Regions from separate parts of the Gossypium hirsutum genome. Here region 2 is linked to region 1. A link is a contact called in public Hi-C data. All regions are on one chromosome and are shown on one strand. The core of a region is the stretch at or near the end of the contact, and the rest is flanking DNA. Distances in the headings are between cores, read along the strand shown.

Evidence for each region. A called contact is a pair of places that touch in the nucleus more often than the background predicts.
Region 2: a Hi-C map of leaf shows a contact between it and region 1, with 2.9 times the contacts expected there. The contact joins the enhancer-like site here to the promoter of LOC107933590 in region 1. A contact is called at or near these places in 17 of 34 Hi-C or Micro-C datasets (anther, cotyledon, fibers and 4 more).

What each region holds. Positions count from the first base shown.
Region 1 is chrD08:56,763,937-56,768,763 of Gossypium_hirsutum_v2.1, reverse strand. LOC107933590 (two-component response regulator-like APRR2) reads left to right here and starts at 1,303. Exons shown (of 12, transcript XM_041098533.1): 1 at 1,303-1,533; 2 at 2,161-2,362; 3 at 2,833-2,912; 4 at 3,252-3,318; 5 at 3,470-3,516; 6 at 3,754-3,831; 7 at 3,929-4,483. The coding sequence starts at 2,233.
Region 2 is chrD08:56,819,451-56,824,448 of Gossypium_hirsutum_v2.1, reverse strand. No RefSeq gene overlaps it. Among protein-coding and RNA genes, the nearest start is that of LOC107886380, 25 kb to the left of the region's middle. Within about 2 kb of position 2,423, at least 3 of the 9 cell types and tissues checked have an H3K27ac peak or open chromatin away from gene starts, as enhancers often do. A contact at or near this core is called in cotyledon, fibers and leaf, where this site is marked.

The DNA.
Region 1 (4,827 bases), core at 54-2,553:
AAATATGGAGCCTTCGGCTTTGGAAGTAAAGGGGATTCTCCATAAAGGTTCTAGTGCCGTGTGAAATCATTTACAAATTAAAGGGTAATTTGCACAATTAGTCACCAAATTATTAGTATATTTTTGATTTGGTTATTAAACTACAAAAACTTTCAATTTCATCACTAATATTATGATCGATATAATTGCAGATTTAGTCATAAACACTTTCACAATCTATCAATTCTAAATAATTCAATAAATTTAACCTTTCATAATTACAAATTTTATCAATTTGATCCTCCGTATATTTTCATTAGAAACCATGAAATTATAAACACGTCAAATAGACTCAATACTGTCTATTCTCCGCTTCAGATATCTCATTAGCTATAATAAACTGAAATGAATATGTATCCACAAATGACTAATGGATTGAACCAAATCCCTCTTTCCAATTGATGGAATCAGAAAATGATGCGCAGGAGCAATGCTTTCCAGGACCCTTCATCAACAGAGCTCATCTGAAATCAAATTCCAATATGAAAATGATGGGAGAAGAACCATGACCATCCCTCACTTGGATAGAACTTATTCCTTACCAAGAAGAAGAAGCTTATTCATTAAGTCTTTGTGGATTGATTGCTTTCTAACACGATATGAATTTAATATTGAAGGGTTTATATAATTTCATTCGAGTTTATTATACCTACTTTTTTTTTTAATGCGTTCATAATTCTAATTTTTTATGATATGATGTGTTGAGGATTAAATTGATAGATTTTATAAATGTGGAAGATTAATTTGTTGAATTATAAAGACTCATTTGATTACAAAAGTTAAGAAGGTATTTAATATATATTTATTAATAAAATGCTTAAATTTATTTATAATCCATCTCTAATAATTAAATAAGAGGGTAAAACACGTTTAAATTCATATCTTTTTAAACTTGCATCAAGGTCGATACTAAATAAATTAAGACTTAATCAATAATTTATTTAATATTAAATAATAAAATTTAAAATTTTTTTGTACAATAATAGAGATAGAAATGAAGTAATATAATTTAAATCTGTGACAACATTATATTATATTATATTATATTATATTATATAAATACTTTTAAATTTATATTAAATGTTTTTTTTAAAAAAATTATATGAAATACAATATAATAACAAAACGTAGATATACAATTGATAGCTACTGTACAGAAAGAGACAGACCTCTCTCCCTCTCACATAGCAACTTCTCAATAATAATAATAATAATAATAATAATAAAGGAAAAAATCAACTATTCTGTCTTAAAAACATTTTTACAAAGTGCAGCCAAAAGGAATTTGTAAGTAGAAGTATCAAAGGCTTTGAGAGCCATCTATCTTCCTAATCCTTGTTATATCCCCTAAACTACCTATATACTATATAGTCTCTTCTCTGTACCTTCTTTCTGGGTTTTTTCTCTTCCCTCTCTTTTTGTGATGAATCACTGATCATCTTTTTTTCTGCATGCAACTTCGTTTCCTTGGATAATAGGGAGGGGGAAAAGAAGGTGGGTCTTTCTCATTTTTGCAAAAAAATTTTGGCGACTTTGACGTTTTGCATGCATGAGATGGCCTTTTAGCTTTTCTTTCTTTTTTTTTTTTTTAATTTTTTAATCTATCATTTTGGTACTTTGAAATGTTTCACATGCTTCTCCATTCAACCTGTTTCCTTTATCTTTCTTTTATTTTTTTTCTTCCAAATTTTGGCTAATTTTTTATCCAGTTTTGGGAGATCTCGAATGGGTTGTTCTGATATACCCAAACTGGATATTTCTCTTTCGTTTCTGCTATAATTCCATTAATTATTCATCACCGATACAAAAAGTTTTTCTTTTTCTTGGTAAATGCTCAAAATACTTCATGCTGCATGCATAAGAACTTTAACTAAGGCATTTCTGTTCAATACAGCCTTTTATGAGTAAATTTTCAGAGATCGGTGATACTTGAGTCTTTGAAGTATTTGCAATAATTGGTTAAAGAACTTCGCATCTGCAATGGGGTCTCTCCAATACGTTTTCATTCGCAAAAAAACTGGTTTTTTTTTTGCTTAATTTTGTTTGGTAAAAAACCAGTTTTGATTATTAGTCAAGTTGTAACTTGTCTTTTTTAATGGGAAATTTCTTGTGGTCATGCAGAAGTAACCGGATGTTGATAAGCAGCAATTCGTAAGACTTATCGGCTGGCTGAGAAAGGATGCCAAACCAGCTATGGTTTGCACTAGAAATGATTTATCAGCGTGGAAGGATTTCCCAAAGGGTCTCAGGGTCCTTCTTCTTGATGAAGACACCAATTCTGCTGCAGAGATAAAATCAAAGCTTGAAGCTATGGATTATATTGGTTAGAATTCCACCATTTTTAGTTTTCTTCTTTCTTTTTTTTACCTAAAGTCTTTAGCCCTTTCGTATTCACTTCACATGATTCTTCTCTTCTCTCAACTATGCTGGCTCCATCTGGCCATTGCCCCCATTGCTTTAGACTGGCGCAGTTTTTGGGTTTTCAGGAAGTTTGGATTTGGATTGTAATTTCAGACTTTGTTGTACTGTGTACCCATTTTGCTTTTGTTCATGTTTTCTTTTAAAGTTTACAAATGCTGCTTCTCAGGCAATTGTTTCCATCACACCATTTAAGCTTTTTGTGGTTCCCTTTAGTAAATGCTACTTAAGTCTTTAGTTCTTCCTCAGTCTTCACAGTGATCTCCTGTAGCTTTAATATGCCATTTATTTCCATCCTATGCTATTGCTTCTCTTTTTCTCTCCCTATAGTTTCCTCTTTGAATGCATGATAAAAATAATTGCGCCTTTTTGCAGTATATACCTTCTGCAATGAAAATGAAGCTCTTTCTGCAGTTTCAAGTAGACCCGAAAGCTTCCATGTAGCCATTGTAGAGGTAATTAATGAAATTTGAGCTCGACAAGAAATTTCATGTTTGAAATGTTGATGATTTTTCTTAAGTACCTGCTATTAAACCTTCAGCATGATTATGCGGTTTTTCTCATCATTATACTGGCACTAGAGAATTAACTAGCCAGAAAAATTATACAAGCCTGCTTTTTGATACTTGATATAAAATCAATAATACCAAGCCACCGCTTCCATTATCACAACACAGTTTCATGATTTGAACATGAATGTTGTTGTCTATTCAATATTAAGATACATAGACTATATTCCTATGTTGTATGGGTCCTACAATTGCAATTTATAACAACAGCTTACATGATCACAGGTCTGCACAAATAGTAACAATGGGGGTTTCAAGTTTCTTGAAACTGCTAAGGACTTGCCTACCATTAGTAAGTTCAGAAACTAAACCTGTCCTGGTTTTGCCTTAGATCTTTGTACTATATAGAAACTCTGTTTAATCATCCTGGACATAGTTTTATTGGCATCGATGACAGTAATCGATGGAAGTCCTAATTTTGTTGTAAATCCTTGTTATTTCAGTGACTTCGAACATTCATTGTATCAGCACCATGATGAAGTGCATAGCTGTAAGATATTTTTCCTTCCTACTATTTATTGAATAGTTTACATTTATTTTTAGGTGCACGTATGTGTCTGTCCGAGTTGTCAATTCAAGAAGTTTTAGAATCTTAATTATTTTAATGTTTTCATCTTCTTTGATATATGAAACATCGGAAATGTTCAGTTTAAGTTCAATGCTTAAGTTCATCTCGACATACCATAATTGCTAACCGCCAAGGCATGTTTTGACAACTTGTTTTCAGCTTGGTGCAGTTGAGTTTCTTAGGAAACCGCTATCCGAGGATAAACTAAGGAATATATGGCAGCATGTTGTTCATAAGGTCAGTCTGGATGCTCTTATTTCACAGTTAGAATTAAATATAAATGGTCTTTAAGGTACTGTGATATAGAAATTCTCATTTGATTAGTCCTTTACAGGCATTCAGTGCAGGGGGGGATGACCTTTCTGAATCACTAAAGCCTGTTAAAGATTATGTGGCTTCTATGCTGCATCAGCAATTGGAAAACGGAGAATGTAAGCACGAAGACTTGGATAAAATAGAAGATGCATCCATGATTCATGAAAACGACCATGAACCATCAGCAGTAAATAATAAGTACCCGGCTCCTTCAACACCACAATTACAACAGGGAGGAAGATTGATAGTCAATGGAGATTGCCAAGAACATACTAACTGCTCAATGGAAAAAGAGAGTGGGGAGCCGGATGGGGAATCCAAATCTGTCGAAACTACCAGTGGCCATACAATTGCTGAAGTAATTGCACCGGTTGGCCAACATCAGAAACCAAGGGAGACCATGGTAAAAGAGGAGGCTGACTCCGTTGATGGTGCCAAAGGCGAGCGAACTCTGGACTCTCATCCTCGAGACAGAGTAAATAGTGAAGATTCCCATGCTGGTGCCGAAAAGCCAAATACTGTTTCCGGTCTTCATAGCTCACGTCCAAATAAAGCTAATCGAAAAAAATTGAAGGTAATGCCACTTATAAATATTATTATTCGGTGATTAGGGGTTGTAATCTAATTCATTCACATTCATCCTCCTTTGGTAACATTTCACAAGTATAAAATGAATAGAACTGTACTCATCTTCCTAGTACCAGCATGGAAAACATGTCTTACTGAGCATTTGCTAAACGCTAAGTTACCATCACTTGATTACACAAATCACAATTCCATAAGAGTTCTGTTCAAAATCGAAGTGATCAGTTTTAAGATTTTAAAATTTTGTGATGTTTATAGGAAGCTGTTCACCAGCCACCTGCGAATAATACTTCCAGCTTCTTTACGTCATTATGTGTTTCTATTATCACTGAC
Region 2 (4,998 bases), core at 1,174-3,673, 55 kb before region 1:
GTAAAAATTTCACGAACACAATTTTATGTGTATGTTTTTATTAAACTTTTATTTTATATATTTAGTATGTGATGATCTTATTTTAGTTTTTTAAAAATGATGTCGCGGATAATTTTATTGTTTAATGTGTGGGATGTTTTTCCCTTGTTTAATTTAGATTTATTAAATGATAAAATTTTATTTGTGAAGTTTATTAAGAAGTATTTTATATAATCAATTACTATTTTATATTCAAAATTATTTAATCTAATTCATTTGATATATTTAAATTTTTTTAAAAATATTGATAAATTTAAAACAAATCGATACCGATACACATAAATTCCAGTAGAAAAATATTTATTTTCGTTGATAATCGGTAAATAATAGAAATGAAAATTTCGCATATGAATTAAGATGTCATTATTGGGACAAAATACCAAAAAAGCCCTATTTTTTAAAAATTTATCGAAATGGGCCCGGTATTTTATATTTACTGGAATGGGCCATTTTCTTCGAAATCGCGTCCACATCAGCGCGATGTCAGGGGACGTGTCAGCAAATCCGTCCACGTCAGCGCGATTTGCTTACATGGACACAAATCGTGCCTACGAGGACGCGATTTGCTGACACATCCCCTGACATCGCGCTGACGTGGACGTGATTTCAGGGAAAATAGCCCATTCTGATAAATAATAAAATACCGGGCTCGTTTCAGTAAATTTTTAAAAAATAAGACTTTTACGTGTAATTTACCCTCATTATTGATGCAAAAATTAACTATTTACGAAATATTGTTAGGTTTGGCCCAAAAATTGCAAAAAGAATACAAAGGGTATGAACCAATTTTGAAGTTTCAAAAACAATAATGAAAAGAGACTGAAAGAAGGAGACAAAGATCTACCCATTTGATCCTGTGGGGTTTCCCACTATCTTAAGATTAAATGTTAGCAGAAAGCAACCGCTGTTTGGGCTCTTTTATTTTCCATTATCTATATTATTTATTTTTCTATATAAAATTTGTACAAAATAATAAGCATTCTCTGTTTTTTATTATTATTATTATTAAAGGCGAAGAGAGGCCTATTTTATATATTATTATATTGTGTCTTTTCAAAAATAATTTATGATTGAAAATTATTGAGGCTAAGTTTGCGTCAATTTAATCCGAAATTTCTCGATTAGCCATTGAAATTTTCCATCAAGAAAATTGTTGAGAATTTGAATTTGCTTTCATCCAACATATTCAACATTTTTAGTAATATATCTGACTGTACCTTTTATATCTGTCTTGGACTATAATGTTATTTTAAAGATATCATTTTCATTTTACACAAACTAAGAAAATAATGAGATTTTAGAATATATATATATAGAAATGTTTTATTTTCTTTTATGAAATCATTTCCGAGGTTAAAATATCATGGAGGCTTTGTATTAGAGTTAAATTGCATTTTGATCCTTTCTAATAAAATTTTTATCTATTTTTACTATTAAAAATTAGTTTGACTAACAAAATAAGTAGACAACTACACGTGGCATGGTGTGCCATGTGTACCTCATTTTAACATACAAGAATCAATTTTTAACAGTAGAAATGAATGCATTTTTAACAAAAAGACCAATTTGCTCTTTAATCTAATGTATAAGGACTAGCTTCCCCATTTTTTAAGAAGGGTAGGGGTGAAACCAGGAGACTGGCAGGAGCCCCAACCCCGCCTAAAATGTAAAAGTTCTCTATCGGCCTTTTAAGTTTTTACAAGTTCTTAATCAAGTAAAAAGTAAAATTACACTTTTTCCCCAACATGATAAAATTTTAATTTAATCCTTTAAAAATTACAAATATATAAGTTAATGAAATTGTGAAATTATATTTTAACTCTCATAAATATATACAACTTAATTCCTCTAACTTCGCCCCTATAGAGAGGGCAAAAAATAATTTGACTCTTATCATAAAACCTTCCATGGTTCTTTTTATAGCAATCTTAAATTAAGTTTATATTTTAATGCATCAATTGAATACGATAGTAATATCCAAAAAAGAAAAAAAAACAATTCAAACTTAATTTAGTGAATAGGGAAATTATTTTATTTTATAAAGTTATGAATAGGAAATTAAATACAATATTAAGAGTATGAGAGTCACACTATTTGAATTCGTGTTAAATGAATCTATTGTTCCATAGAAATTAAGACAATCAAAAATTAAATATATATTTTTTTTAGAGAAAAGCATTTAAATGTTAAATCAACCATATTATGTAATGGTGAAGGTTCAAAAGTTGTGGTGATGCTTTAACCTGTTAAAGATCTTAAAATGAATTAATGTAGACGGAAATGAATGTAAAGTCGAGGTTGGAACAGATGTGGCTCCAATGGATATAGATAGAATTTGAAGGCATTGAGAAAGAATAATGTGAATATGGTGGTCAAAGTGTGAGGCATTTAAGGCATGGTGACTTTCAATTATGACTCTTCCAACAAATTGGTTGAAAGCACTGTGGCCCAACTTACACCTACTTAATCACTTGATTTTTTCTTAAACCCATTATTATTTTCTTTTTGAAAAAAAACAAAAAGTATACTTTTATTCACCATTAATCAAACAACATATCATCTAAATTTTATCTTACATCCTCAAATTATAACATTCATTTTAAATTGGTCCTCAACCTATAAAATATTCTATTTATATCCCTAAACTATCAAGATTGTATCAGTAAGGTCCTTCCATTAATGTAACCGTGGCATAGTTTAAAAAGAAAAACTAACATTGTAATAAAAATGGATGTTGTAAATATCTCGGTTTTGAGATTTTCGAAACTTTTACAAAAGTTTTATTGTTCGCTATCTCTTTTTTCGGTTTTACTTATTTTTAGTTTTAACTTTTAAAGGTTATGAGGTAAAGTTTTACTCTTCTTTAATATTGTCATTTTAAATTATGCCACATAAGATTTGATGTATCATTTAGTGATTAACGGTTATAATAATAAAATGGTCTAATTGATATAACATTGATAGCTTGAAGTTGTAATTAGAATATTTTGAAGCTTGGGGGCCAGTTTAGAATGAGAATCATAATTTGGGGATGTAATTAGAACATTTTGAAGTTTGGAACAGGTTTAGAATGAAAATTATAGTTTGGGGATGTCACGTGCAATTAACTCTTTTCTTATTTCAATTAACCATATAAAGCATAAATTATATACTATGATAGCATATATATAACATGCTTGGGAGGGATCCACTTACATCGGTATAAAACTAATGTGGTTTTACACTTTTTCGTAACTTTTTACGATTAATATTTTAACAACTCAATCGTTGAATTTATCAAGATATTTATACTTGTCATGCATGCAAATTTTTGAATCAATCCAATATCTTTATCATTACAATCTAAAATATTATTTATATTGTTGAAAGTATTTTACATAAAACAAATACAAAATTTTAATTTACGTCAAACTTGAATATATAATCTATGTGAATGGAGTATGGAACATAATGGTTGGATTATTAAAAAATTAATAATATAAAAAAAGTGCGAAAGAATATAAAACCACTTTAGTTTTACAACTATATAAATAAAACCACTTTATATGTTAGGCTTGCCTAGCTAAATTCACATTTTTACTATCTAAATAAATGAAATCATGGTTTCAAAATCAGAAGTTATTACAAACTAATAAAAAATGAATTTTTTAATATAAAAGATGATGAAATTTGAAATAAAAAATATCATAAATCTTAAATTTGAAATTGTAGAATATCACAAATCAAAAATAAGTACATAAACCAACAAGTTAGCGATTATGATGATAAATTCAAAAACATGAAGACAACGATGATGAAGAAGAAAAGTTGTAAATAGGTTCATATTCTTTTCTAACTTGAGTACATACATGTGACTTGTGAGTACGTAGAAAAGTCCTTTTTATCATATCTTAAATTTATTTATGCAAGATTTTTCTCTATTTTGACAAAAGAACAGAGTCTTCAAATCTCATTGTATTCATTTAAAATTTAGGAAAAACCTTCGATTCTTTCTTATAAATATATTTTTTTTAAAAAAGAGGTGCCTTAGGTTAAAAAAGTTATTTCTTGGAATGAAAAGTGAAAAAAGGACTACATTCGAATAAAATTAGAATTATCGGATATAATCATAAACTAATACAAGTTAGAAAGCCGATTCCACCAAGTCCCTGCATTTCCAACCTCAAGCTTAACAAAGATAATCAAATAATGAGCAAGTTGATTTCCGTATCATATAATATGTTTAAATAAATAACTTAAAATAAGTACAAAAAGACTTAATACTGATCAATCACAACCTGAAAGATACTGAAGTGATTCTCAATTATATCAAAACTACCATACGAAATATTTCTACAATATATAACTTGACAACTATCATAATGAACCTATCTAAGAAAGCTAAAGCGAGAGTTAGTAAAAGCATATTTCCCCTAATGGCACTGTAAATACTTAACATCATCTTTTGCATCATGTGTACACAAGCCAACCTTTACACCATCGACATCAACTGTTGGAGGTTCTTCACTAGTCAATATTGGATGCCAAGCTTTCTTATTCATGGACTTGATGAAGGCCCTTATCTTTGCCTTCTAATAGGCACATTATTTGCCATCTGACATAGGGAGTCTTGAGATCAATGTACCTTCCATCTCTACATCAAATCAATGAAAAGATCTTCACTTAGTGTGTCAAGTGTCTAGTTCTAATAACAATTTAAAGTTTTTTGGTTTTTCCCTCTAGTTCTACGTCTAGTTAGAATAGGCCTTATTTACTAACAATATACAATACGATATAGACATAGAAGTTTGGTTATGCAATTCGAAAACTTCCTACATCTATAGGAACTTTCCAAAAGGTAATCCGCTATGAATCTCGTTGTTTAATACATGATTTAATTCCAACTCAATCATCATATTGTAACCTCTATAACAACTCATTTTTAGTGGTGTTGAAAATAGTGCTTTTGGGACCACAATT